6 separate regions of the Mus musculus genome follow, and regions 2, 3, 4, 5 and 6 are each linked to region 1. The links are chromatin contacts, called in public Hi-C and HiChIP or PLAC-seq maps. All regions are on one chromosome and are shown on one strand. The core of a region is the stretch at or near the end of the contact, and the rest is flanking DNA. Distances in the headings are between cores, read along the strand shown. Region 1 overlaps Gm31813 (a long non-coding RNA gene). Region 2 has its middle 3.4 kb from the start of Gm31693. Region 3 has its middle 24 kb from the start of Gm31693. Region 4 overlaps Tbl1xr1 (transducin (beta)-like 1X-linked receptor 1). Region 5 overlaps 7530428D23Rik (RIKEN cDNA 7530428D23 gene). Region 6 overlaps Tbl1xr1 (transducin (beta)-like 1X-linked receptor 1).

Evidence for each region. A called contact is a pair of places that touch in the nucleus more often than the background predicts. HiChIP or PLAC-seq counts read pairs in DNA pulled down with a chosen protein or histone mark.
Region 2: a FOXA1 HiChIP or PLAC-seq map of pancreatic cancer cells shows a contact between it and region 1. The contact joins two enhancer-like sites. A contact is called at or near these places in 2 of 15 datasets of contacts at CTCF or cohesin (large pre-B cells and pro-B cells), 6 of 484 Hi-C or Micro-C datasets (the C2C12 cell line, CD4 T cells, embryonic fibroblasts and 2 more), 8 of 115 datasets of contacts at active chromatin or transcription factors (CD8 T cells, acute myeloid leukemia, bone marrow-derived macrophages and 4 more) and 1 of 9 other capture datasets (embryonic stem cells).
Region 3: a contact with region 1 is called in a Hi-C map of cerebellum, with 2.9 times the contacts expected there. The contact joins two enhancer-like sites. A contact is called at or near these places in 2 of 15 datasets of contacts at CTCF or cohesin (the NIH/3T3 cell line and pro-B cells), 10 of 484 Hi-C or Micro-C datasets (the AML12 cell line, the C10 cell line, the HPC-7 cell line and 6 more), 7 of 115 datasets of contacts at active chromatin or transcription factors (CD8 T cells, bone marrow-derived macrophages, embryonic stem cells and 2 more) and 1 of 9 other capture datasets (embryonic stem cells).
Region 4: an H3K27ac HiChIP or PLAC-seq map of embryonic stem cells shows a contact between it and region 1, with 19 read pairs. The contact joins two enhancer-like sites. A contact is called at or near these places in 1 of 15 datasets of contacts at CTCF or cohesin (pro-B cells), 17 of 484 Hi-C or Micro-C datasets (B cells, the C10 cell line, CD8 T cells and 12 more), 24 of 115 datasets of contacts at active chromatin or transcription factors (the 230-238 cell line, the NIH/3T3 cell line, the SCID.adh cell line and 11 more) and 4 of 9 other capture datasets (adipose tissue, embryonic stem cells, liver and 1 more).
Region 5: a Hi-C map of embryonic fibroblasts shows a contact between it and region 1, with 5 times the contacts expected there. The contact joins two enhancer-like sites. A contact is called at or near these places in 2 of 39 promoter capture datasets (the 3T3-L1 cell line and liver), 1 of 15 datasets of contacts at CTCF or cohesin (the NIH/3T3 cell line), 20 of 484 Hi-C or Micro-C datasets (the 3T3-L1 cell line, the C2C12 cell line, CD4 T cells and 12 more) and 1 of 115 datasets of contacts at active chromatin or transcription factors (CD8 T cells).
Region 6: a Hi-C map of nephron progenitors shows a contact between it and region 1, with 3 times the contacts expected there. The contact joins two enhancer-like sites. A contact is called at or near these places in 1 of 39 promoter capture datasets (neural stem cells), 2 of 15 datasets of contacts at CTCF or cohesin (CD8 T cells and the NIH/3T3 cell line), 49 of 484 Hi-C or Micro-C datasets (the AML12 cell line, B cells, the C2C12 cell line and 21 more) and 31 of 115 datasets of contacts at active chromatin or transcription factors (the 230-238 cell line, CD8 T cells, the HPC-7 cell line and 22 more).

What each region holds. Positions count from the first base shown.
Region 1 is chr3:21,934,354-21,938,397 of GRCm38.p6, reverse strand. All of the region lies in intron 3 of Gm31813 (a long non-coding RNA gene), which reads left to right. Among named protein-coding and RNA genes, the nearest start is that of Gm31813, 28 kb to the left of the region's middle. Within about 2 kb of position 2,362, at least 417 of the 459 cell types and tissues checked have an H3K27ac peak or open chromatin away from gene starts, as enhancers often do. A contact at or near this core is called in the AML12 cell line, the C2C12 cell line, CD8 T cells and 26 more, where this site is marked.
Region 2 is chr3:21,697,426-21,701,469 of GRCm38.p6, reverse strand. No RefSeq gene overlaps it. Among named protein-coding and RNA genes, the nearest start is that of Gm31693, 3.4 kb to the left of the region's middle. Within about 2 kb of position 1,744, at least 17 of the 459 cell types and tissues checked have an H3K27ac peak or open chromatin away from gene starts, as enhancers often do. A contact at or near this core is called in pancreatic cancer cells, where this site is marked.
Region 3 is chr3:21,724,829-21,728,872 of GRCm38.p6, reverse strand. No RefSeq gene overlaps it. Among named protein-coding and RNA genes, the nearest start is that of Gm31693, 24 kb to the right of the region's middle. Within about 2 kb of position 1,997, at least 7 of the 459 cell types and tissues checked have an H3K27ac peak or open chromatin away from gene starts, as enhancers often do. A contact at or near this core is called in cerebellar granule neurons and cerebellum, where this site is marked.
Region 4 is chr3:22,119,688-22,123,731 of GRCm38.p6, reverse strand. All of the region lies in intron 1 of Tbl1xr1 (transducin (beta)-like 1X-linked receptor 1), which reads right to left. Among named protein-coding and RNA genes, the nearest start is that of Tbl1xr1, 45 kb to the right of the region's middle. Within about 2 kb of position 1,776, at least 22 of the 459 cell types and tissues checked have an H3K27ac peak or open chromatin away from gene starts, as enhancers often do. A contact at or near this core is called in the SCID.adh cell line, embryonic stem cells, epiblast stem cells and 1 more, where this site is marked.
Region 5 is chr3:21,760,147-21,764,190 of GRCm38.p6, reverse strand. The region is part of intron 1 of 7530428D23Rik (RIKEN cDNA 7530428D23 gene); the gene reads left to right. Among named protein-coding and RNA genes, the nearest start is that of 7530428D23Rik, 39 kb to the left of the region's middle. Within about 2 kb of position 2,075, at least 47 of the 459 cell types and tissues checked have an H3K27ac peak or open chromatin away from gene starts, as enhancers often do. A contact at or near this core is called in the C2C12 cell line, CD8 T cells, the HL-1 cell line and 4 more, where this site is marked.
Region 6 is chr3:22,088,793-22,092,836 of GRCm38.p6, reverse strand. All of the region lies in intron 1 of Tbl1xr1 (transducin (beta)-like 1X-linked receptor 1), which reads right to left. Among named protein-coding and RNA genes, the nearest start is that of Tbl1xr1, 14 kb to the right of the region's middle. Within about 2 kb of position 2,081, at least 133 of the 459 cell types and tissues checked have an H3K27ac peak or open chromatin away from gene starts, as enhancers often do. A contact at or near this core is called in the AML12 cell line, CD8 T cells, the HPC-7 cell line and 16 more, where this site is marked.

The DNA of each region.
Region 1 (4,044 bases), core at 1,113-3,612:
TGCCGGGTGGCTGCGGACTGCCCTGTCTTCTTGGAGCTAGAAGAGCGTCCATAAGGCAGGGTGGAAATCTGACTCACTGGCACACAGTTACAGGCGTTTGTCTCTGATTCTGACTTGGAAGTGACTCATGGGTTGGAAAAAAACCTTTTGGAAGCGAATGTTAGGGGAATGCAAGGCAGTTCTGCCTTGACTGAACTTTATCCTAGGATACAGTGTGGGCCTGCGCGCCTCCCATAAACTCTGGTAACCTTAGACTGCTTTAGCCTTCCTCCTTCCACAGCAGGGAGTCATGAAGCCTGACGACTCACTCCTTTTCTTCAAGATTCGGATGAAAAGCAATTTAGAGGGAGATATAATCTCTCTTTTTCTATTCACTCCAATAAGCACTAATTACCACTAGGGCAGGGCAGATGGGCTTCTGGAAGTCCGAAGCAATATGTAACACTCTTCCTTTACATTTACCGAAGTCTGGGCTTCCAACAGCTATCGGGCTACTTTCCTGCCATTCAATCCGGGCCCCTGCAATCTGCAGTAGATTTACTGAGCATCTGGTTGTGGGAGTTAAGGCTGAGGCACAAACACTCTGGGAACACAGCTCAAAACAGTGGGGCTCACACGAGGTCTGAAGAGCTAGTTCTGAGAGCTTGGGCAACGTGGATTAAGAAATGCAGTTTGGCTTTGAGGGTTGTGGGTAGATATAACTCAGATATAAATTAAGTTAAACAATAAGGAGACATTCATGTGTTAAAAACAAACAAACAAACAAACTAGGCTGCCACAAGGAATATGAGGCAGGGAGGGCTATAGCAAGGTCACAATTGTGACCCACAACCTGCTGGCTTCTCGGCTTTGTTCTTGTTTCCTTCTCTGACTATCTCTGTCTTCATACTGGTTGGTCTCTCCTGCATTAGGCCAGGAAATGGGGTCACATTGAACTTTTTAATTTTTTTCAGTTTCTGCCTAGGGAGTTGTCTTTTACACTTCCAGTTTCTAGTTCCCTAAGAAGGCTTCTGATTGGATTAAAATATGTCAGCATTAGGATCCTAGGCTAATCCTTTAGGGCAAGGTAGGAGAGTGGGGTGAACTAGGCCCAGTGTGGTCTCCACCCCCTGCACTAAGTGATTCTTTTGGGATCCTCGTGGATTTGGAGCATCAGAAGGGGGTGGAATTTAGGAATCCAAGGGTCTGTACACTGTTTTCAGAAACAGGGACAGGGGCTCTGACCCGACAAGTGCAATGTTCCCAAGAAAGAGTGGCCCATTTTAAAAAAGGGAGACAGAGAGACCTTTGCAAAGTCTAGATGTATGACTCCCCAGTTGCTGAGAGGACAGTGGCTGTCCCAACTTCACTGATGTGGCCACCAAACAGGTTGAGCCCTGAGCCCAAGCTCAGAAGCCTTGAATAGACCCCCTGTCTCCAAAGCACGAGTTTGCTTTCCTTTCTGCACAGGCCCCGCCCTCCCCTTCCAGAGCGAAGACTCTTGTGGCCTTTGCACACACCTGGGGCAGGGGAAGCCGATTTCTGGTCTGGGACAGGGGACAGCCAGGATCCAAGCTGGGTATGCTGGATGTGCGAGAGTGCTAAAAGAAAAGCCAGGGCTCTAGAGACAAGGAGACACCAGCTGGGTGGCACAGGCCCCACCCTAGTTGGTAGCAAAAGTCGGGGGAGGGGAGGTTCTGGGTCTTTCAATGCAAATATTGTTAACCTAGCCTTGAACATGGTCCGAGTACCCGATGGTCAGTTTGCAAGGTGGGAACAGGAGCCCACACTGTGTACCTGTAAGGAAACATGTAAAACATGACCCACAAAATGTCACCAGAGCTGAGGAGCAGTTTCGTAGAGGCTCTCTGAAGAGAGAACTCTACAGGAAAAAGGGACCTGGAGCTTTCCAGATATTGAGGACAGTATCTTGTGCGTGTTGGAGTGTAGGGGGCGGGATGGGGCAAGGCCTTTCCAACCTCCCCTACCTTGGTGACTGCTGCTAGCTTTGTAATCTGCTCTGCCACGTGGTGTGCGCTTGGAGGTAGGTGGTGGTAGCAGTTATATCGGCCAGAGGAATATTTGGCTAAACATAACATTGAAACCCCCCTCTCCCTAGCCCAGGCCCCCTCTTGACTCGGTGAAGGCGATCCTGATGCGGCTGAGATCCATCCAGCCTGGCCAGGCAGCCGCCGCGCCTCCCCTCCCCCGCTGGACTGTGAGCCCATTTTCGCTCGGCTGGTCTCTGCGCCGCCGGATGGATGGCGCCCCACCCCCCCTCTCCTCTGCTCAGTCATTCAGACTTGGAAAGTCAATAACACGCTGACATCATCAGGGGTTTGTGTATTATTACACGGCTACTTTCCAGAATACCTGGCATTATCTAAGAGAGGAGCACTCGATTGCACCAGCAAGGCCCCGAGCGGAGTCTGCAGCCCCGGGGAGGCGCGGCTGCTGCGGCCAGGCCCTTTTTTTCCACAGGGAGTACCTCCAGGGCACCAATTAGGAACAGATGGTGGCTTCTGCTCTAAAAGCAGATGCACTTTAGATATCGATACAGATTCATTTTGGCTTGGGGGATGTACTCAGAAGTCACCCTCAAGTGACCTCCATTTCTTCTGAAAACACACGTGCCCTGACTTTTGGTCCTTAAAGAGCATTTTCAATGATTCTCACACAGGCAAAAAAAAGAAAGGCATGTGCTCTAACCAGAAGCCAAAGCCTGCCTCTTGATGCTTAGGAGTGGGGGTTGGGAGGCGGGTGTTATGCAATCACCATTGCGGGTGATTAGGGCTTTGCTTTGCCTCCAAGGCTGTTTGGTGGTTGAGTTTCTCTTTAAGCTTACTGCAGGGCAAACGCACAGAAAAACATGGCCCAGATTTATGGTGCAAAACTGCTCTCCGAGTAAATTGCCTTAGCATTCTGTTTCGGTTCTGGAGCAGAGAAGAGTAGATGGATTTGGGGTTAATTAAGATCTCTTTATCATAAGTTCCGGGGGTTACTTTGCCTAGAGTGAGGGGTTTATTTATTTATTTAGGTTTCTTTCTTTCTTTTTAAAAGTTTATTCGTTTAAGTAGTTTACTTCTCTCCCCCTTGCTGTGAAGGGTACATGAAAGGAGCTTTGATACTAATTAATTGTATAGATGGCTGCCACTTTGTTTTAGAGAACACATTCACATATTAAAGACAATACATCCAATAACTCACGCAACATGGTGCCTTTTCTGAATAGCCAAACAGGCTATTTATTTACAGACACAGGACTGGTCTCCTTTAAGTTCTCTTCAGTATTTTTAATTGGAAAAAAAATAATGGCAGCCAGCCCTAATTTGGAGAATGACAAGGGGAAGGGCTGGCCCTCCTTCGCCTGATCTCACCCCCCCCCCCCCGCCCCCCCTTGCTCCCGGCAGGGAGCTGCCTGATCTAAAGTCCTTAAGTTTCCCCTGGAGGAAGCAGAGCAGACAGCCTCTCACTAGTAAGGGTTTCTCTTCCTGCAGCCAGTCCTTTCAGAACCTTAGGGCAACTTCCCCCTAAATGCTTTGACAGAGAGCAATCTGAAGCTGCCATTTCTCAAATCCAGCCACAGCTGGGATGCACAAAGCTAGGAGTCAGGGCAAAAAAATCTCCAAGATGGCCCCCTGATAGCCCTCCCTAGAAGTGTCTGAAATGGTGAGACGTGCAGAAAAGTGGAACTTATGGGGTCAGGAAGAAAATGAACCCTCATTTTGGGGCCTAGTTGAAACCTCTAGCCAGCCGAAAGCAAGATTTTTTTTCTTTTTAAAGTTAAAATTTGCTGTGAAAGTTGCTGTCATACAAACAATATTCCTGTGTATGTGTCTGAAGGCCCAACATGTGAAGGTCACAGGGCAACCTCAAGTGTCCTTCTTCACCAGGTGATCCCCAGTTTTTGCTTGAGATGGGGGTTTCTCAGGTTTTTTGTTGTTTTTGTGTATGGGTGTTTCTATGTATGTATGTATGTATGTATGTATGTATGTATGTATGTATGTATGTGCAAGGGTCTATTGTGGTCAGGAGAAGATGTTTGATCGACTGAAGCTGGAGTTT
Region 2 (4,044 bases), core at 495-2,994, 240 kb after region 1:
CCACACACGTGCTCACCCTGCTACTGGACCCTGAAATTATTTGGCGGGAATCGGGTCCCCTCCCCCTCCCTTCATAACTGCATGCGGAACAGTAAAATTGAGCTTTGATCAGAATGCCTGTCTTAGCTGCATTTCTTTATCTCGCCGCCTAGCCCCTCTTCTCTTCCAGGTTTCCAAAATGCCTTTCCAGGCTAGAACCCATGTTGTGATATGCTGGCCAGACACAACACTTCCTTCCTTCCATCCTTTCTCTCTCTCCCTCTCTTTATTTATATCTTTGTTATTTGTTTTCAAGTTACAAATATATGGGTGGTTTGCTTGTGTGTGTGTGTGTCTGTCTGTGTACCATATGCACACCTGCTGTGGGTAGGGGTCAGAAGAGGCAGTTGGGTTTCCCAAAGCTGGAGTTATAGACAGTCATGAACTGGTATGTGGGTTCTAGGAGTTAAACCTGGGTCTTCTGCAAGAGCATCCAGTGCTCTTAGCCAGTGGGCCATCTCTCCAGCTGCTAGGATTATTTATATCTAGGGTGGTACTTTACTTTTCCACATGAAATGAGAGGTCATACTTCTCTCAAGTGAGAGAAGTAACTAGTATACCCCCAGATTGAGAGAATATGGTCCATAGGCAGGGGTTGGGGCAGAGAGGTTGGCTTCTGGAACCTGTTCTCAGCTGTCTGTTAACTCTCATATTTTCTACCTGTGATTCCAACTACAGCATAAATGCTACATAGATATTTTCAAATAGGGGGAAATGTGTTTGAAGTCTCCTGGGTGAGGTGACTGAGAAGGCTAACTGAGTTTCTAGTCATCTTAAAGTGAATAATGGTCCCAGAGGTAAAATTATACAATTGGAATAATGTTGCTAGCTGATAACAATGTGGTCTGACAGGGCAGTCCCCGCCTCTCTGAAAACTATTCCCCCAATCATTCTGGTAGCTGCTTATCTAGACTGGAGCAAGTGAGATCATGTGACATGAGGGCTTCACAGACCCAAGCTTTTCTGTTGATTTTTTTCCTCTTAAAAATGCATTTGGAAGAAGACTCAGTTCCTGTGAACTAAATGTTCATCCATTTGTTACAGTACATTTTAAAAATGGCAAGTCATAAGCTGCTGACCTCAAGGGAGATTCAATAAATCATTAAAACCCAGCCACCTGCAAGCTGGGCTCTGTCTGACTAATTCCTCACAGTCAGAGATACCAGGTGTCTTAGACTCTCACCATCCACCTCAACACCATGCACTATAGCAGCCCTGCTAAATGTAAACTTCTCAAGTGGGGTGATACAATTCTATTTGGATTCCAAATCTATTATTTATGTGTTCATTTACTGAGCTGGTGGGAGTAGAACTCAACTTGCACATCCTAAGCTGACCCCTGTGCCCTTGCAGAGAAGCACACACACACACACACACACACACACACACACCCCACACACATATATTATTTATTATACACAGAGAGTGTTATGTAGCCCAGGTTTATCCTCAAACTTGATGTACAACAAAGAGTGACCTTGAACTTTTGATTGCCCTCAGAAGTCTCCTCTAGTCCATCCTTAGCTCTCAGTAACTGTCCCTTAGGTACTGTTGTATCAATGTAAATGGCTAAGGGTCAGCTTAAATGTGATCCCTTTTATAGGCTTGGGCTCATACTTTGTGTTTTGCTTGGAAGTTGCCCCATTACCACACCCTCATGCAAAGCCAGATATTTGGGCAGCTGAAGGGAAGCAGACAATTGTGCAACTCCCCAGCTAACTCAGAGAAAGGAGTTTCCCAGATGACTCAGGTGATAGCCTGAGAAAACACATAGAGGAGGAAGCATGTCTTTCTTTTATTAAAATCTTTAATGGACTTGTGGCTAGATGCCCTGGGTGCTGGGTAGACTTTCCGGCTAGGCAGAAGACTTTCCATATACTATGCTAGTGGCCTCCTACCTGATGATTAGTATCAAGGTTGAGAGCTGGGAGGCCAGTGCTGAGCAGATACGCATGTTCCCTCCTTCACTAACAAAATTGCAGTAATCTATGTGAACCAATTTAGTAGCCACATATCCTTCCAGCCTTCTGAAGGGTATAAGAAGTCTGAAGTCCGTGTGTGTGGACAGTGTCACACTGTCCTTGAAGACTCATTTATTGGGTTTTTTCCCCCCAAGTTCCATCCCAAAACATCTCCAACTGAATCTAAATTTTAATGTTTTCTAAACAACTCAAATACAGATTAGAATAAGAAAGTTGTGACTTCCCGAGAATTGAATTTGATGAGATGGTGTGATTCTTTCAGAGTGAAAGAGCGCAGTGCTTCTGGCTTTGAAGGCTATGGCAAGCACAGGTATTTTTGTAAGTATATGTTTGCTATAGTACAGACAAACAGTGGGACACTTGATCCAGTCATCCACTCAAAGAATTAAGTCTAGTACAGATGGCAAAATACCTTGAAACACTGTATTATGAAACTTTATATCATGAAATTGAATAGAATTTTACATGTTTTTCCTAAACCTTATAAACAGCTTCAGTGAAGTAGCAGGATATAAAATTAACTCAAACAAATCAATGGCCTTTCTCTACAGAAAGGATAAACAGGCTGAGAAAGAAACTAGGGAAACAACACCCTTCACGGTAGTCACAAATAATATAAAATACCTTGGTGTGACTCTAACTAAGGAAGTAAAAGATCTGTATTGTAAGAACTTCAAGTCTCTGAAGAAAGAAATTGAAGAAGATCTCAGAAGATGGAAAAATCTCCCATGCTCATGGATTGGCAGGATCAATATAGTAAAAATGGCTATCTTGCCAAAAGCAATCTACAGATTCAATGCAATCCCCATCAAAATTCCAGCTCAATTCTTCACTGAGTTAGAAAGGGCAATTTGCAAATTCATCTGGAATAATAAAAAACCTAGGATAGCAAAAACTATTCTCAACTATAAAAGAACCTAACCCTAACCCTAACCCTAACCCTAACCCTAACCCTAACCCTAACCCTAACCCTAACCCTAACCCTAACCCTAACCCTAACCCTAAAAGAACCTCTGGGGAAATCACCATGCCTGACCTTAAGCTGTACTACAGAGCAATTGTGATAAAAAAAAACTGCATGGTACTGGTACAGTAACAGACAGGTAGATCAATGAAATAGAATTGAAGACCCAGAAATGAACCCACACACCCATGGTCACTTGATCTTTGACAAGGGAGCTAAAACCATCCAGTGGAAAAAAAGAGAGCATTTTCAACAAATGGTACTGGAACAACTGGCAGTTAGCTTGTAAAAGAATGTGAAATGATTCATTCTTATCTCCTTGTACAAAGGTCAAGTCTAAGTGGATCAAGGAACTCCACATAAAACCAGAGACTGAAAGTTATAGAGCAGAAAGTAGGGAAAAGCCTCGGAGATATGGGCACAGGGGAAAAATTCCTGAACAGAACAGCAATGGTTTGTGCTGTAAGATTGAGAATCAACAAATAGGACCTCAGAAAATTGCAAAGCTTCTGCAAGGCAAAAGACACCATCAATAAGGCAAAAAGGCCACCAACAGATTGGGAAAGGATCTTTACCTATCCTAAATCAGATAGGGGACTAAAATCTAATATATATAAAGAACTCAAGAAGGTGGACTCCAGAAAATCAAATAACCCTATTAAAAATGGGGTACAGAGCTAAACAAAGAATTCTCTGATGAATAACTGCTGAATGGCTGAGAAGCACCTGAAAAAAAATGTTCAATATCCTTAATCATCAGGGAAATGCAAATCAAAACAACCCTGAGATTCTACCTCACACCAGTTAGAATGGTGAAGATCAAAAATTCAGGTGACAAAAGATGCTGGCGAGGATGTGGAGAAAGAGGAACACTCTTCCATTGTTGGTGGGATTGCAAGCTTGTACAACCACTCTGGAAATCAGAGTTCCTCAGAAAATTGGACATAGTACTAACGGAGGATCCAGCAATTCCTCTCCTGGGCATATCCGCTGAAGATGTTCTAACTTGTAATAAGGACACATGTTCCACTATGTTCATAGCAGCCTTATTTATAATAG
Region 3 (4,044 bases), core at 748-3,247, 210 kb after region 1:
CTAAGCAACAAACAGGAAAACCAATGTTTATCCTCCTCCCCAGCAAAGATGTCAGGGCACTGCTTTTATTTTCACATACGGTGTACTTCCCAGTCCTGAGGTCTAGAACACGCATGCTTCTCTGCATGGCTTTCAGTGCAGTAGTGCATTGTGGACACTGTAGCTGCCTGTGTCATTCATTCGTCTTATGCTTACAGGGCCCTCCAGGCGCACCCCATTGCACAGCTGCAGTTAACACAGCCTACATTCTTTCTCTTGAACACTTTGCTCTGCACATTTGTGAACTGGGTGATATTTCTAAGACAAATGTCACTTAATGTCATGTTCCTTTCTCTTAAGGACAAAGATCATCTTGAATTAGAAGAAATGATGCTACTATGGTGTTGGTTTATTGAAAGCCTATTAATTGGATTATCACTGAGACTGTTAGCAAGTAGATCTCTGTAGATCACAGTTGTGGCTTTACTAGAGTCTCAGAACATTACACTCTGTCTCTCCAGAGAGGTAGGCGTCTCTTGTCTGCAGCAATTGTTTTCCATGGAGTTCTATCCATTGATGTCCCGGGTCTGCATTTGCCAGTTTCAGGCCAGAGAGTCTGAGCTGCAGCTTTTTAATTTGCACAACAAGGGAGAGCAGAGTTAGTGGTGAAATGAGTAGTCACCGCAGAAACAATAAGTGAGAATCTTGGGATTCTAGTGGTAAATTATGCAAACTTTACCAGAAAGAGCAAGGCACTGACAAAGAGTAGAATTGTTCCAGGTCCTGCTTCTTCTATTTGTTTCTCTGTGGGTGTCCCTGGTTGGGAAGTCTCTGTGGGAACTAGTACAGGATCAGCGAGACTAAAAGCATGTGTGAGAAGGAGTTGGAGTGAAGGGTGGAATAAGACTAGATCTAATGTTCTAAGTATTTCTCTCTCTAAATAAGACAGTGGCTTTATAGAAAAATCAACTTTAATATTGAGCATGTGTGGTACTATTGTCATATTGGTTTATTGAAAGCTTAATAACTGGATGATCTGTAGTGCTCAGACTGGTGCACTACTTTAGCATCCTGTTGGATCTTTCACAGCCAGAGGGCATTGCAAATAATGCCTCCCGTGAACCCAAATGAAACAGTTGGTAGTGAATTCCCCTTTGGTACTTTAAACACTCAAGGAGGGACAAGAAGCTTGGCCCACACAAGTTAGGGCTAAATTGGAATATGGTCTCTTTTGTATTGTACTTTTTAGAATTTAATGATAACATAATCATTGGCCAAAGATTTTATAGAACCACAAGTTCATAGGATTGATTTGATCTCATCATGTGAAATTCTGCTTCATTCATATCCAAGCTCAAATTTGGATCTTTGCCTCTCTGTCTCATAGGGCCTCAGCCTGGCTCCAGTCTGTCTTTTTTTTTTTTTTTTTTTTCAGTTCTGGCCTGGAACCTACTATGGTCCTTACAAACGAGAGAGCCAGATGGACGGGGAAGAAGATAGCACTAACTCTTCTCATTTGTCCTCACAGCATCCACTTTAGGTAGGGGAGGGCAGGAATTAAAAGTGGCTTTATATACAGACAGTGCTCAGTATGGAATCCAGTGTCCAGACGGTGGCTAAGCATGAGATCTCAGGGTTTCTCCTCCTCAGGCTGTGACCTGCAGAAAAAGCTGTGGTTGTAATAGTTTCTTTAATTAGTAGACCACATCCCAGGAAAATAGAAAATGTATCTGTTTCCATAGTTTGTCAAACCTGATTTTATTTAAGTCTGTTGTGTTTGGGTTAAACTCATCTGGAAAAGTACCCAAGTGGCCAAGCCAGGGCCCACTGTTTTCCTTTGGTCCTAACAAAATAGAATGGCAAATTGGGATTGTGACTCCTACATCATGGCAAGGCTTCAGGCCATCCCTATAGCTGCCTCATGGCTAACCTCCAGATGCTCCAGACTGGTCCTCAGCAGGGAATCTGTAGGCAGCAGGCTGGGGAGGGAGAGTTCCAACAGGAACATCAGGGAACTTGGCCATCAATTCAGATTCTGTCACTAATCACACAGCAGCTTACCCATTCTATAGAGACTCCTGGGGTATGAAGGCAGGATTCCCTTTCAGAACTGCAGCTGTGAGATAAAGGAGCCGGTGCCAAACTTTCAGGATCTCCATGTCACATGTCTATTACATGTTCTTAGATGTTTGTAGAATTCTTCTTCCCAAATGTTATTGCCTCTGGCCAGAAACCTCTCAGATGGAACGTTTATGGCAAAGAATTGTAATAGACAGAAACACACTCAGGGCAGGAGCTGTGAGACCTGGTTCCTTTTGATGTATCTTATATTTATGCTGTTGTCAAGCCATTCATCCAGCAGGCTGACAGTTGTGCCCTGTTTTTCTCTTTCTTTTTCAAATTTTATGTGAAGGTATTTGTTGTATCTGCACATATGTGGACCTATGAGCACATGGAGGCCAGAGGAGGATGTCCAGTGGCCCACTTTATTGCCTTCTGCCATATTGTCTTGAGATGGGGGTCTCTCACTGAACCTGGAGTTAGGCTGAAGTTAGGTTTGCAAGCTCCAACAATCCTCTTGTGTCTGTACTGTGTCACAGCTGAGGTACCAGACCATGCTTCATACAGGTTCATATATGAAGGTCTGAACTCAGGTCCTCAGGCTTGGGCGGCAAGAACCATTCTAAGAAGTATTTCTCTGGCCTCCTGGTTTTCTTTCAGAAAATGTTATTCTTAATTAAAGACATTGGTCCTCGTATCAAGGGACTTAAAGTCTAACTAGACAAGAAAAAGCCCATGATTATGCTTTAGTCACGTAAATTAATGCTGCAACATGGCTCTTTGATGGTCTAAGGTTGATCTGAATTAAGTGAGGCTTTCCTTTCTGTTCCATGGTTTCTTTTCATCTTGTAGAATGTTCCTGTTTGGCTTCTGGGTCCCAGCTTTTGTTGCCTGTAGATGTTCAGAGCTGGATGCTTGAGTTCATTGCTCTTTCTATTTACAAATAAGGACTTCTCATCTTGAGACATCACTCACTGCATCTGCTGGGCAGTCAGATACAACCTCTGCCAAGTGCAGCCCAAGGTCACCCCTCCTGCCTCACAAGTCAGAAGACTGAAGAAGGAAGCTGTAAAATAGGGTATTTCTTCAGAGCACCTGTGTCTTCAAAAGGGAAAAATAGTATTATTTTGTTTCTATTAATAGATGGTAGTGAATTTTCTGTAGAACACCAGAAGTTATAATAATTGAAACAATGTATTTTGGTGTTTGCTGTGTGTTCTTGTGTGTCTGTTTGGGTATATAGATGAATGTGTCCACATGCAAGAGTCTAAAGTACTCCTCTATGACCATATTCCCCTGAGAAGAAATCTCTCTCTAAGCTTACTGTTTTTCAGCTAGGCTGGTTGCCAGCAAGCCCTAAGGATCTTTCTTCCTCCCCACCCCTAACTTCCCACCAGGGCCAGGGGTTACAAGTGATTTTTAATGTGTGTTGGGGATCTAAACTCAGGTTCTAATGTTTATATTAGCAAGTAAGTTTACCCCTTGAACCATTCTCCCCTATCCTCTGATAAAAATATATTAAATAAAAAAATCACTATTATGGCCAGGCTTGCAGTAATTATCAACGGACATTAGATGAAACTACACAAGACATACTAGCATTCTACAGTTACTGGTTTCATAGAGTCATTTTGTATGGCAGCAGATTTAATAACTTTTTGATGTCAAGGAATTGACTGCCTTTTGCAAACACTCCTTATACCTTCAGAAATAACCCTTTGGAAGCAATGCTCAGAACTGCTAAATGGATTTCAAAGGCTTTTTTTTTTCCACTGTCCATTACCAAAGAGAGCCTTTATAGAGAAAAGGAGCTGATGGGGGTGGGGTGGGAGTCATATAGAAATGTTATTGCTGCCAGATCCCCATTCACACCCAGTGGTTAGCTGGTGACTTCAATGTGGAAAGAATGGAGAAAGGCTCAGCTGGTGGTTCAGAAAAAAGGTGCCAATCAGATCTCAGCAAGTAATAGACTCTACTTTAAGGTAGGAGGGCCGCCCCTTCTCA
Region 4 (4,044 bases), core at 527-3,026, 190 kb before region 1:
GCAGATGTGTAGATGCTTGTCCAGGTTTTAAGAGAATGAACTAGTCTGACAGGTTACCAACAGACAGGGCTACATAGTTAAGACACTATCTCTGAAAGCTACAGGCAATACAAAATAAAAAATGGCTTGGCTGGCTGTGCCTGTGTTTTGTAGAAGTCCTTGATAAACAAAGGTGCACACATGTCATTAGATGCTACTAATGACGACTCAACCTGACAAGTAACTGCTGCTATGGCGGGAGTACTCAAAGTGCTCCATGACCAGCAGCACAGGAGGGCTGCTTTCATGCCCATTTTCAGGCTCCATGAAGCCTCAGACTGCCATTGACAGGAAAAGCTCTTCAGTGACTGCTGATAACACTGCTCTGATGCTAGGCTTAAGCATACTGCCACTGGAGATATAAGGTCTCACTCAAGTCTAGTACTGGCTGAGGCCCAACCAGACAAGAGAGAAAAGCAGCAATCCCTGAGGGCAGAGGGACTTCTGATGGCTGGGGTAGAAGTTCAGGTTCATCAATCCCCTGCCCAGCAGTATATAGCTAGACAGCCAGATTTTGTTATTAGCCACTGAACCCTTCAGTGTGAAGATCCCAGGTCGAGCCTAAAGCCAGATCCTAACCCAGTGTAGTATGAAAGAGGTATAGACTAAGATTATTCATAACCTGATCAAAGAGAGTATGATCCATTACCAATCTAGGGTTCCTCCAGGCAGTATTCCCAAGAGACTACACTGAATGAGTTACTTACTCTAAGTGAAAGTTTAGGAGACCCCAGCTAAATACTGGACCTGAAAATACAGCCAATGACATGCTACTCACCCTACTGGCCACCAGTAAGAATCACTGAAGACCTTGTGAAGTTCTCCCAAGGGGCTACAGAAGACAAAATTCAGTGTGTGTCTCCTGGGACCACTGTGTGAAACCCTACCTCACAATATGGTGACTATATTCACACACAACTCATCCTATTGACCACATCTGTGTTTCTACCTGTCTCAGATGGAAGGTGGAGAAAAGCCGCCCAACAACAGTCAAGTGTGAGAGCCTCTGGTGACAGCAGCCAGAGGCTATCTCAGTCCTGTCCTGATAGAGCCGAGCACAAAAGAATCAGACTCGCTGGGACAACAAAGTTGTTACTGGATTTGTTCCTTATGCAGAAATCATGCGTCTTTCACCTGCGCACCAAATATTAACATCAGGCTCAGCTACATGTTCGAATTATCGACTTACCTAGTTCCTGGGTCCTCAAGACCAATGACTGATCAATCAACCAGAGAAAGGGTGATGAAATCTGGCAGTGCTTGCTACCTCCTTCATCTATAACATGAACGTGTTTTGTTTGTATTTATCAAACAAACAAGTAGCTGCTTCATATAAATCAGAATCAAATGAAAAATAAAAACTGAAAATGGCAATGGGCTGCCCCCTAACATACAAGAAATTCCTGCTTTACTCACAGCAATGTCCCTGAACCTAGGAAGGGGCTAACCTGCCCTCTCCTGTATCTAAGTGTCAGCACGAGGCTCTTTCCTTTTTAAGCTTCTCTTGTAAGAAAGATGTCAATTGTTTGTAATACATTTAGAAATTTAATTTTTAAAAAATGACAATTTGGGTTTTGAAAAAAACCACAAACTTTGTAGCCTCCCTCTGCCCTGAAGCAGGCTGATCCAGACTTTGACCTTGGCTGCCACTGAGAAGGAGATTCCCTAGGGTGGAGCCTTCTGACCTAGATGGCTCTATTGTTCTGTCACCCGCCACTGCTCTCACCAAGGCACTGCTACCTGCTGAGAGGCCCCTGAGACATTCTGGAGGAACTGCTATCCTGCACATCCCCTGCAGGCTGGCTCCAGACACCAAGAAAGGACTGGCGGGGGATGGGCCTTCCCCCTTATAAGCACACTCTCTTAGTAAACTGGAGAACCTTCAACAGACTAGCATGTCTTGGTTCCATTATTTCTCGACCCACCTAGGTTCCCTCTTCTCTTTCAGCTCCAGGTTTGCCTCCAAGGCTCAAACCCAGACATGAGAGCCGCAGGCCGGCCCCAACAAAACTTAAATACTGCCAGGGCTCTCGGTGCTGTCTAGCTCAGCTGGCATGTTACTACTGATACTCCAAGAGATGCCTTGAGCCTCTCCTCCATGATGTCCACAGCTAGAAATACCCTCCGACTCCTTCAAGCTTCACTGGATGCTGACAAGCACGATCTCCTGATTACATCTCAGCCACTGAACTCAAGTCCACAGTGGCCTCGTGCCTTAGAACTCCCAGCACAACCTCAAACACTGAAACACATGCTCAGCACACGTACATACAAAGACACAGTAATGTAACCTTGGCTGCATCGCAGAACTACAACAACAAAATCCTGACAGGCCTTAGTAGAGAAATAGACAAAATAAAATGATCTAACTGTACTCTACATTAAATTCTAAGAATACCAGAATGGGTAGTTCAAACCTCACCTTAACAAGTACAACTACAGTTCTCTTGAAAAATGCACATGTGTAAAATAACAGGCCATTTATTTTCAAAATGAATCTGTCATTGACAAACATGATGCATTAACTATCTCTGGATGGAGCCCGGTAACTTTAATCTGACCACTCAGGAGGTGGAGTTAGCTAGATCCCTGCAAAAGTAAGGCCAGTCTGACTACACACTGAGTTCCCCAACAGCCAAGGACACACAGTTATGACCCTATCCACAAAAAAAGAAAACAGACACCTTAGTGCTAACATGCCAGGTTATCCTCTGGCCATGTATATACATACATACATGCCACGTGTGCGCGCGTGCACGCGCACACACACACACACACCAGTTAAAACAAAGAAAGTACTAGAAAGCAGGCATGGTAGCGTGTTTTTTAAATCCCAGCACTTGGAAAGAAGGCACAGAATGACCAGGAGCCAGCGATTTTCTAGGCTAGCCAGGTTATAGCCCTGTCTCAAAACACAAACACTTCTTTGCTCTGAGCTGTGTCTCAACATGCTGCTGCCTAAGTACTATACAGAGCTTCAATTGGTGTAGTTTCCACAAATTCCCATAAGAACAAAAACCATTCTTCCATAGTATAGCCAACATCACAGAAATTGCAAAAGATTCAGAGGTTCTGACGGTTTAAAATTATCTCCTTTGTAATATCATGGGTTACAATCACTCTGTGACAACTGTAGGTGACTGCTTAATGTAATATCTTATCTGCCTGCCCTTTATAGACTGTAAAAGAAAAAAGTAAAGGGCCTACCTATTATTTATAGTTTCGTTTTTTGCTTTTTTTACATTTTTACTACTGTGTATGTTCGCCTATTATTTACAGTTTACGGACAGGCAGGCAGGCAGGCGGGTAGATAGAGTGGACATGTATGAGTGTGTATGTGATGACATGGTGCATGCATGGAATCGGAGCATGAGAGTCAGTTCTCTCTTTCCACCTTGTAGGTCCCAGGGATCACACTCAGGTCAGTAGGCTTGGCTGCACACATCTTCACCTGCTCAGCCATCTCACCAGCCCTTATCTCTCCATGTTTAAATTGCTAACATGATGCTTGACATATGTTACTGTATAAAAACAAAGCTTTTACTGTTATTGCTAGTTTTCCACACTTTGTGGTAATATAATGAAACAATATCCACATTTCAACATTTCAGAAGCAAATGAAATTCAGAATACTCCAGTAACTAAAGAAAAGCACAGGAAATTTCCTGTTCTGACTTTATTTTTGATGGCTTCCAAAGACCAGACAATGAAGAAATAGCCATATGAAACTCTATAAAGTCAATTTAAGGAGCTTGAAAAGTATGGTTTAGAGCTGTTTCAGATGGTAGTATAGTGCTACAAAAATGACCAAGATTATAATCAAACCAATCGTTCCTAATTAGTGGTAGCATCATGATTTTTATAAACCTATTAAAACATTGAAAATCTTGGAACAAATATAAGAATAAAACTTGTGAAATTAATATTTATGTATTATTACTTAAATGGACAGTTGTAAATTTTAAGTCAGTCTGTGCACACTAACAAGCATGAGCAAATGTGAGT
Region 5 (4,044 bases), core at 826-3,325, 170 kb after region 1:
AGGTGGAACCAGGTGCGCTAGGAATGTGGTATCAAGGTGCAAACTGATGATCTCAGAAAAGGAAGAAAGAAAGAAGAGAGAAAGAGAGAAAGAAGGAAAGAAAGAGAGAAAGAGAAAAGAAGGAAGGAAGAAAGAAAGAGAGAGAAAGAAGGAAAGGAAGGAAGGAAGAAAGGAAGAAAGGAAGAAAGAAAGAAAGAAAGAAAGAAAGAAAGAAAGAAAGAAAGGAAGGAAGGAAGGAAGGAAGGAAGGAAGGAAGGAAGAAAGGAAGGAAGGAAGAAAGAAAGGAAGGAAGAAAGAAAGAATGAACAACACAGAAAGGAAGGATGAGTCTATCTGTGTAAATGATTCTAGGCTAAATGACCAACTTTTGGGTTGTAGAGTATTAAAATGTAAGGGTCAAGTTATCCTGGCCTATTTTAGGTCCTTTTGAAAACCATTCCTTATCCACTCCTGTGTCTGATCTAGTGTCATTCTGTCTATTAAAGTCTTGAAAATATATTTGAAAAATGTTAGCAGAAGACTAGCTTCCATAAACTCAGAATCTAAGAATGTCATTAGATAATTCTGAAATATATAGAAGTTTTCTCTGCTTTTTTTGTAACCTGCCTATCAATGCCTTCAATAAATGCCTTCAAATATGACTTTTTTGTTTCCTAACTTAAAAATCCCACGTATCACTATCATAGTGGAGCTTGCCTTTTCAGGACAAACTAAATCCGTATTCCCAGATAATAGTAATTAATATCTAGCTCCATAATAATCATTCATTTCCTTTTAGGTGAGAGTTTTCTTTCTTTCTTTCTTTCTTTCTTTCTTTCTTTCTTTCTTTCTTTCTTTCTTTCTTTCTTTCTTTCTTTCTTTCTTTCTTTCTTCTAATCATGTCTCTAAGGTAGAGGTATCTCTTGTTTTAGTTTTCCCAAGGAGAGAAAATACAAGGGAGAATTATTGGACATACACGTGGTGGTTTCTTTTTAGTTTATGTATTCATTTAAAGACTTATTTTCATTATCTGTTTTACAGTGTATCTGTGTGTTTGCATGTGGGTGGGAGGATATAGGTACTTATAGAGTCCAGAGGTGTCAGATCCTCTGCAGCTGGAGTTATAGGATGTTGTGAGCTGCCTGGCACTGGTACAAGGAACTGAATTCAGGTTCTCTGCAAGAACAGTATGCACTTTTAATTGTTGAGCCATCTTTCCAGTGTCTCTTTTATTGTTAAAGCACTATTTCAATAGTAAGTGGTACACTTTCTTTCTCCTTGATATATACATTGTTCTGATATCTTTTAGAAGTAGTCTCCTATGAAACACTCTCATAGGTCAATAATCTTGTTTTTATTTAACTTATCATTATCCTTTGTATTTAACAAGAACAATTTAAAAAAATTCTTAAATGGACAAATGGATTAAAAGAAAGGCAATGAAAATGGTCAAAGTGATACAATATATTTTTTTAAATCCCTTTCTGATCTCATTCTAACATGGGTCACTAATCAGTTAAATTTGAGGTACATACCATTTAAGACTAATTTATTTCAAAGGACACCAGAGTCCTGACAAAAGATTCACAGTGTCTTAGTTTACTCTGAGGCTTCCTGGAAAAGTGGAGTTCAGGAAGGAGAAAGGCAGCCTAGATATGGGCAGGCCATGGCCTTTCCCTCACCTAGGTCCTGTACAGGTACCTAGCAGCCACTGAGAAAGGAAGACATTCCAAGCAATTCTGGGAAGGCAGATTGATAGTCGTGCTGTTAGCTTCTAAAGAATTCTGTAACTCAGCTAAAGCAAAAAATGGCTGGGCTGCAGGTATTTTTGCTGAGGAAGTGGCACCTGTGGTCAGCAAGTCTGGGCAAAGTTCTGCTAGGTTAGAGGTAAGCCTCATCTGATTTTCAGAGAATCTGGGCAAAATAGAATGCACGTCCCAAAAGAAATGAGGATGGGACAGCCACACTGTTTCCTGAAGGGAAAATGGTGTGTTTGTGGAAGATCCTGTGTGGCATATTTGTGGGCTGGGGGGTGGTGGTGAAGCATGTTGGCACGGAGAGTGGAGACTCTAGGGTGAGTGGAAGCTTGCCAGTCTGCCTCAGCTATGATGCAACATCATCAGCCGTGGCACCACCCTGAAAACCACTGTGTTTGGAGCCAGGGATATACTCAGATGTGCCAGTGCCAATGTATTTTGCATCATAATTAAAGCAACATGGCCACTAATTCTTACCCAGAAATTCTCATCTCCTAGGTCTGCAGACAAATGGCTTTTGCTTTCAGGAGCAGGAAACTTTGAAGAACTTATGCAGTCTCCTTCTTGCCTCGAATAAGGTGGAGCATTACTAATGCTGAACCCACAGAAAAGAGACCTGAGTATAAGTAGACCAAAATCTTCCAGACTTCCTACTTTGGCCAAAATAGCACAGAAAGAAGGCTCTAAGTGCTTGGTTCCTTCTAGCCCCAGGTCTCAGTCATAGTCCTATTATCACCGACAAAATTGATGTGCCATATTTTGTTGAGATTCTTTCCTTTAAGCTAAATATGGTGAAGGCCTTCCTAACCATTGAAACATGGGGGTACAGTACTAACCCCACAGGTCATAATGCAAGGAGTATTAGCAATACCCAGGCTTGGATTCTATGTAAGTTGAGTTCTGGCTAGGGCTGAAAGTGGAAACAATCACTATTGGCTTGCAAAAAATTTACTTGGGTGATAATTTGAAGATGGAGATCTTGGCTATGTATGACAGACCACAATGCCTTTAGCCAAAGAACAAAAGCTCAACCCCAAATCAGAATGTTTGGTCTTTCTTGCCAAACAAATTCATGTTTGGGAACTTCTAGGCAGCTGTCTGGGATTACCTACTGCTTAGTCATAGAGATGAAGTATTAGTGTGATTAAGTAGCTGTGTATTCTTCTGTCAAGTTGGTATTTACATCAGGGGTATCTGAGTCCCTATAAGGACTTTCTGTTGTCTGCAGGTGAGGTAGGAAAGGTGGGGTAAGAGGAGACAGTGAAGCTTCTCCTCTGGTCATAACTCTTGGATATCTGTGTTCTTCCCTCTTCTCAATGTCTAAACTTTCATTCCTTCTTGCCTGGGTGATTTATAATCCTCTGACTTCATCTTTCCTCCTTTGACCCTTGTCCTTATCTGAACTCTGTTCTCGTCTCTCCATGAGCTAGCTTATCTTTCAACTAACTTCCTACTTAAAGTAAAACTCAGGCCATGTCTTTGTCTCAATAACTTCACATTTCATAATCTTATACTGAAGACTAGCCACAGACCCTTCAGGACATTTAAAGCTTGTTTTCTATTTGTGTTTCCCAACTGAAATCTTTATATTTTTCCCCCATATTTTTGAGACTTGTTGTAAGTAGTAGAAACAGTGGTGAGCAAAACAGTCCTGTTTCTTACTGCTTCTGTCAGGTCCATGAGCTCAAACTCCCGGATATTCCCTCTGGGCTTCAGCTACTTGGGCCTCAGCACATACCATCCTATCTTTCTGGGAGACTTTTCCTTCCAGGCTCTGGTTAACATACTTTAGGGCTTAGTTTAAGCACTCACTTTCCATGAAGCTTCTTGTGGTTTATGTTCTGTGCCCCTGATGAGGTCAAGAGATTATTCTTGGTTGATAGGGTGTTCTCTACCTCTCATGGTAGTCACTTCTGAATACACAGACTCAAGTTCTATCTTTTCCTTCTTTTGGGGGAATAGCAATGTACAATGAGCTTAAAGATTCAGCTTTAAAAACTGGTCCTAGTTTCATTTCTGTTGCTGTGATAAAATAAAAGGATTTATTTCAGCTTACAATTTTAGATTAGTGCCTATTATGGTGGAGAAGTCAAGACAGGAGCTTCAAACAAAGAGTCACATCATATCCATAGTCAAGAGTGGAGAGGAATTAATGAATTCATGTTAATCTGCTCACTTGTTTGTGCTCACCTTGATTTCTTTTCTTGTTCTTTTTTCAATTTTTTTATTAGATATTTTCTTCATTTACATTTCAAATGCTATCCCGAAAGTCCCCTATACCCTACCCCTGCCCTGCTCCTCTACCCAC
Region 6 (4,044 bases), core at 832-3,331, 150 kb before region 1:
TCACATACTAAATAATAACTGTCCCCACTTTGTGTTTTATTCGTTATGTTTTTTGTGGTGGTAGTGATGGTGGTCTTGGTGTTATTTTGTGTGGTCTTGGTTTTATTTTGTGTGCCATAACCTCACACAGCCCAGGCTGACTTGAACTTGCTCTACTGCCAAAGCGAACCTTGAATTTCTGACCCTCCAAAGTGTAAACATTACAGGTGCAGACCACCATACTCAGCCTTTTTGTTTGTTGGTTGAATTTTTGGGACCAGATCTCACCATGTAGCCCTGGCTATCCAGGAGTCAGTATGTAGACCAGGCTAGCTATTAATACATTGCAATCCAGCTCCTGACTCTGCCTTATTGATGTGAATATAGATTGTAGCCCCTTTGAGAAAAGAGAAAGGGAAGGCAACAGATGTCAGCACATGAAGGTGTTTCTGCTACAGATTCTCAACGCAACTCAGATTGGTGGAAAACTTCAATCTATGCAAAGTCAAATGCTGAAGATAACAGGAATTTAAAACAGAAAAATGGGACATTCAAAACCCATAAAAACCGAGGAGGCTGATTCCATGACAGACTTCAAATTGGCAGTTACGGAGGCTAGGCCTGGGGCTGGGGAGATGGCTCAGCAGGTACTGACTGCTCTTCCATAGGTCCTGAGTTCAAATCCCAGAAACACATGATGGCTCACAACCACCAGTAATGAGATCTGACTCCCTCTTCTGTCATGTCTGAAGTCAGCTACAGTGTACTTACCTAAAAAGAGACTAGACCTGAATCTGTTTCCAAGATCTGGGCAACTCCAGGTCTGTCACCTGGCCTGAGGCAAGGACAGCAGCGGTTTCCAGACATCTCCTAAGAAGTTTCCAGCCAACAGATTACCATAAGGGTCACTGACCCTGGAAGTTACTAATGTGCTTTAAACCAGACCTGCAAGGTTCCGGTATTGGGAAACCCCAGCATGTTGGACTTCTACAAAATAAAACACTCTGTGTTTACATACTATTTGAGTCCAGGGTATCATTCTTTAGCGAATATGGAACCTTACACAACTTTAAAACAAACATTACCAAAATCAATGATCCAAATTAAGACACTAATAAAAATTTTAGTGGCTAACTTCTCATGAGAAAAATGTTTAATTTCAGGTAGAAAAACAAAAACCAGACTGTTTGAGACTGCTGAACAAGACTTGAGCAGAATCCAATCCCAGGGGTACCAATGCAGTAAAAGACAAAAAGCCTGGAGCCCTTAGAGTACTCCCAATACAAGGGAGGCAGAAGCTGAGGCAGGGGCATAAATGCAAGTGTGAGGGCAAACTAGTCTTCATATCGTTTTCCAGGCCAGCAGGACTATAGTGTGGGGCACTCTCCTAAAAAGGCAAAATGGGGTGAAAGGGGAGACACTGAAAAGCTGGTCGGCCAAACATCCCTGAAGAGTAAGCAAGAACTCAGTAGCCTCCTGAGCTGCTCCGGTTCATGAGCTCTACTGTTGCTGCTCAGGCAAAACAAGAACCAGGAGGACAGGGTGCAGAAGCCAGAGCAGCTGTCTTGTTACAGCCACTCAACTTCCCTGTTTTCCACACCCTGAGCCATTCTTTTGAGCTTGTCCTCAAATTTCCACGCTACTTAAACCCATGAGATATATGTGGTATTTTGCAAGGAATGGAAGTCAGTAAATTAAATGATTCCAAACTTTCCTTTATTCCTGAACTCAGCAGCTTTCATTCCACTATCCACACTGACACTTGAGCCCTCCTCAGGCAGCTTCAAACCACAGCCAGTACGTAACACCATGTACACAGGTGTCATGTCCTACGTGCATGTGGGCAGAGTGCCACTGTGCACAAGTGCAGGTCAGAGGACAGCTTCACCAAGTCCTTTCTCTCATTCCAACATGGCATTCTTATGGACTCAGACTATGAGTCTTGGAGGAAAGCGACCTTACCTCACTGGCCGACGTCATGTTTGCTTAAAGTTAATAGTAAACTACTTGGGGGGGGGGGGGAACACCGCACTTCTCAACTTGTAGAAATCATCTATGCCACTTTGTCAAAACAAAGGGAGCAACCTACCAGGGTACCCATCCAGAAGTCTGAGTCATTTGACAAACACAAAAAAGATAAAGGAGCCATGAAGCTCGCCAGCCTGTGCTGCACAAGAGCTGACCCAAAAAGCAAAGAGATTGAGAATTAACAAGTTCAAAAACACATCCACAAGCAAGCAGAGTGCAGCCTCAGGGGTCAAGTTACACACCCAAAGGGACAGGAGGCTACAAGAGGAAGAGCCCAAAGGAACAAATTCCTCCTGACTGCCACACAGAGCAACACCAGGGCAAAGTGCCAGAACACACTTCTCAGTGCAATTTCCTTCCTAATTAAAATTTACTGGTGAATTTTTAATTCTTTGAAAATATCAGTGAAGTACTGTGGCAATCACTTTAGTTCATTTGTAAACTAGAAACCCTGTTTCTCAAATGCAGATCTGGTTCTGAAGAAATAATCAAAACATTCCTTTCTGACGATTATTTGAAAACACCAGATCTTGACAGCTCAGTTAACTTCTACACATCCCTCTACTCCACACATCTCCAGTAGTTTTGGATTATCTAGGAAGTATGCATCAGTAGCTAAGGTCATGTCCAGCTCACAAGCGTGAGAGCCACTTCTATTTCTTTCTCCCAACTCTAACCCTCTCTTTCCTCTTCCATCTGTTTTGTTTCCACTCAGAACCATGAAATGAAAGAGCTCTGCCATCAGTCAACATTCAACACAGACCCAAAATGAAAGTGAAGTTCCTTCCATGACACAGCAAGTGACTTCAAAAGTCAGCAGGAGACAGAATGCATGACTTGTGCACTGCATAGCCTCAAAGCCTTACACGTGCACCGCAGTGAAAGGAAAGACCACCTGAGGTATATGGTGGACCAAGAGCTCACATAAGACCAGAACCAAAGAGAAATGGTTTAGTGAGGATCCAGATTACAAAGAACAGGGAGTCAAGAACCAACACAGAAGACCAGACAATGATTCAATCAGCTATAACTAGTAACCTCAGATCCAAGTCTTCTTTACCCTGGTTTTGGGAATATTCCTGGTTTTAACAGCATATCTGAGCTGTTCCAACCTCCCATCCCACACCCCAAAAAAAAAGATTCCATAGGTGGCCCTACCTTCAAAACAGGACACCCAAGCAGAACCTGATAATCTTATACTTTGAACACCATGAGTCAGAGGAGCAAGGAAGTGCTAGACCAACCTCTTTTCTGGGCCTATATGACCTTCAAAGAGACAAGGTTCTGGAAGGACCAGAAATACTCACTTCATTTAGAAAGCCTCACCAATTCAGTATGAGCAGAGTCTGCAGTTTGAACTTGATCAGGGGCTCCAAGGGAAACACTTGTAAGACAGGCGTCCTCAGGAAGGCCCTACCTGGTTACAAATAAACAATTAAATCAACGACATGTCTGCAGACATCTATCTGGTCTAGAAACAAGTGATGGCTCACAGACCCAAAACAAGGCTTTCAGAGAAAGCCAGGCACAATGACTCCCCTATGATGCCAGCACTCAGGAGGCTGAGGAGGGAAGAGGATCCGCTCAGGACTATCCTGGGCTACATAAGAAAGTCAATGGCGTGGAACAATAAATATGACCATAATTGGTTTGTCTGTGTTCTATCATCCAGAAAATCAATTTTCTTCCTATTCTGAATACTGATTCTAAACTCATAAACATAGAAAATTATATCTCTATATTACCTCAAATCCACAGTTCCCAAGTTCACTGAATAATAAAATACTGCCAAATAGTATAATCAATTTATAGGTTTAAAAAGAATGGTCATCAGACATGGAGAAATGGAGCTGGTGACTAGGAGGCCTTCTTCCTGCTTGCTCACTTTCATAGTAATGCATCTAGGCTGCTGGAGAAGAAACCTCCTCAACAGACTTATATCCCTGTGAACACCATGGGTTATAATAATAACTAACCCAGTTAAGATGTGCCTATAGGTCCAATAGTGACACATTATGTTACAAGGATAGCCAGTGG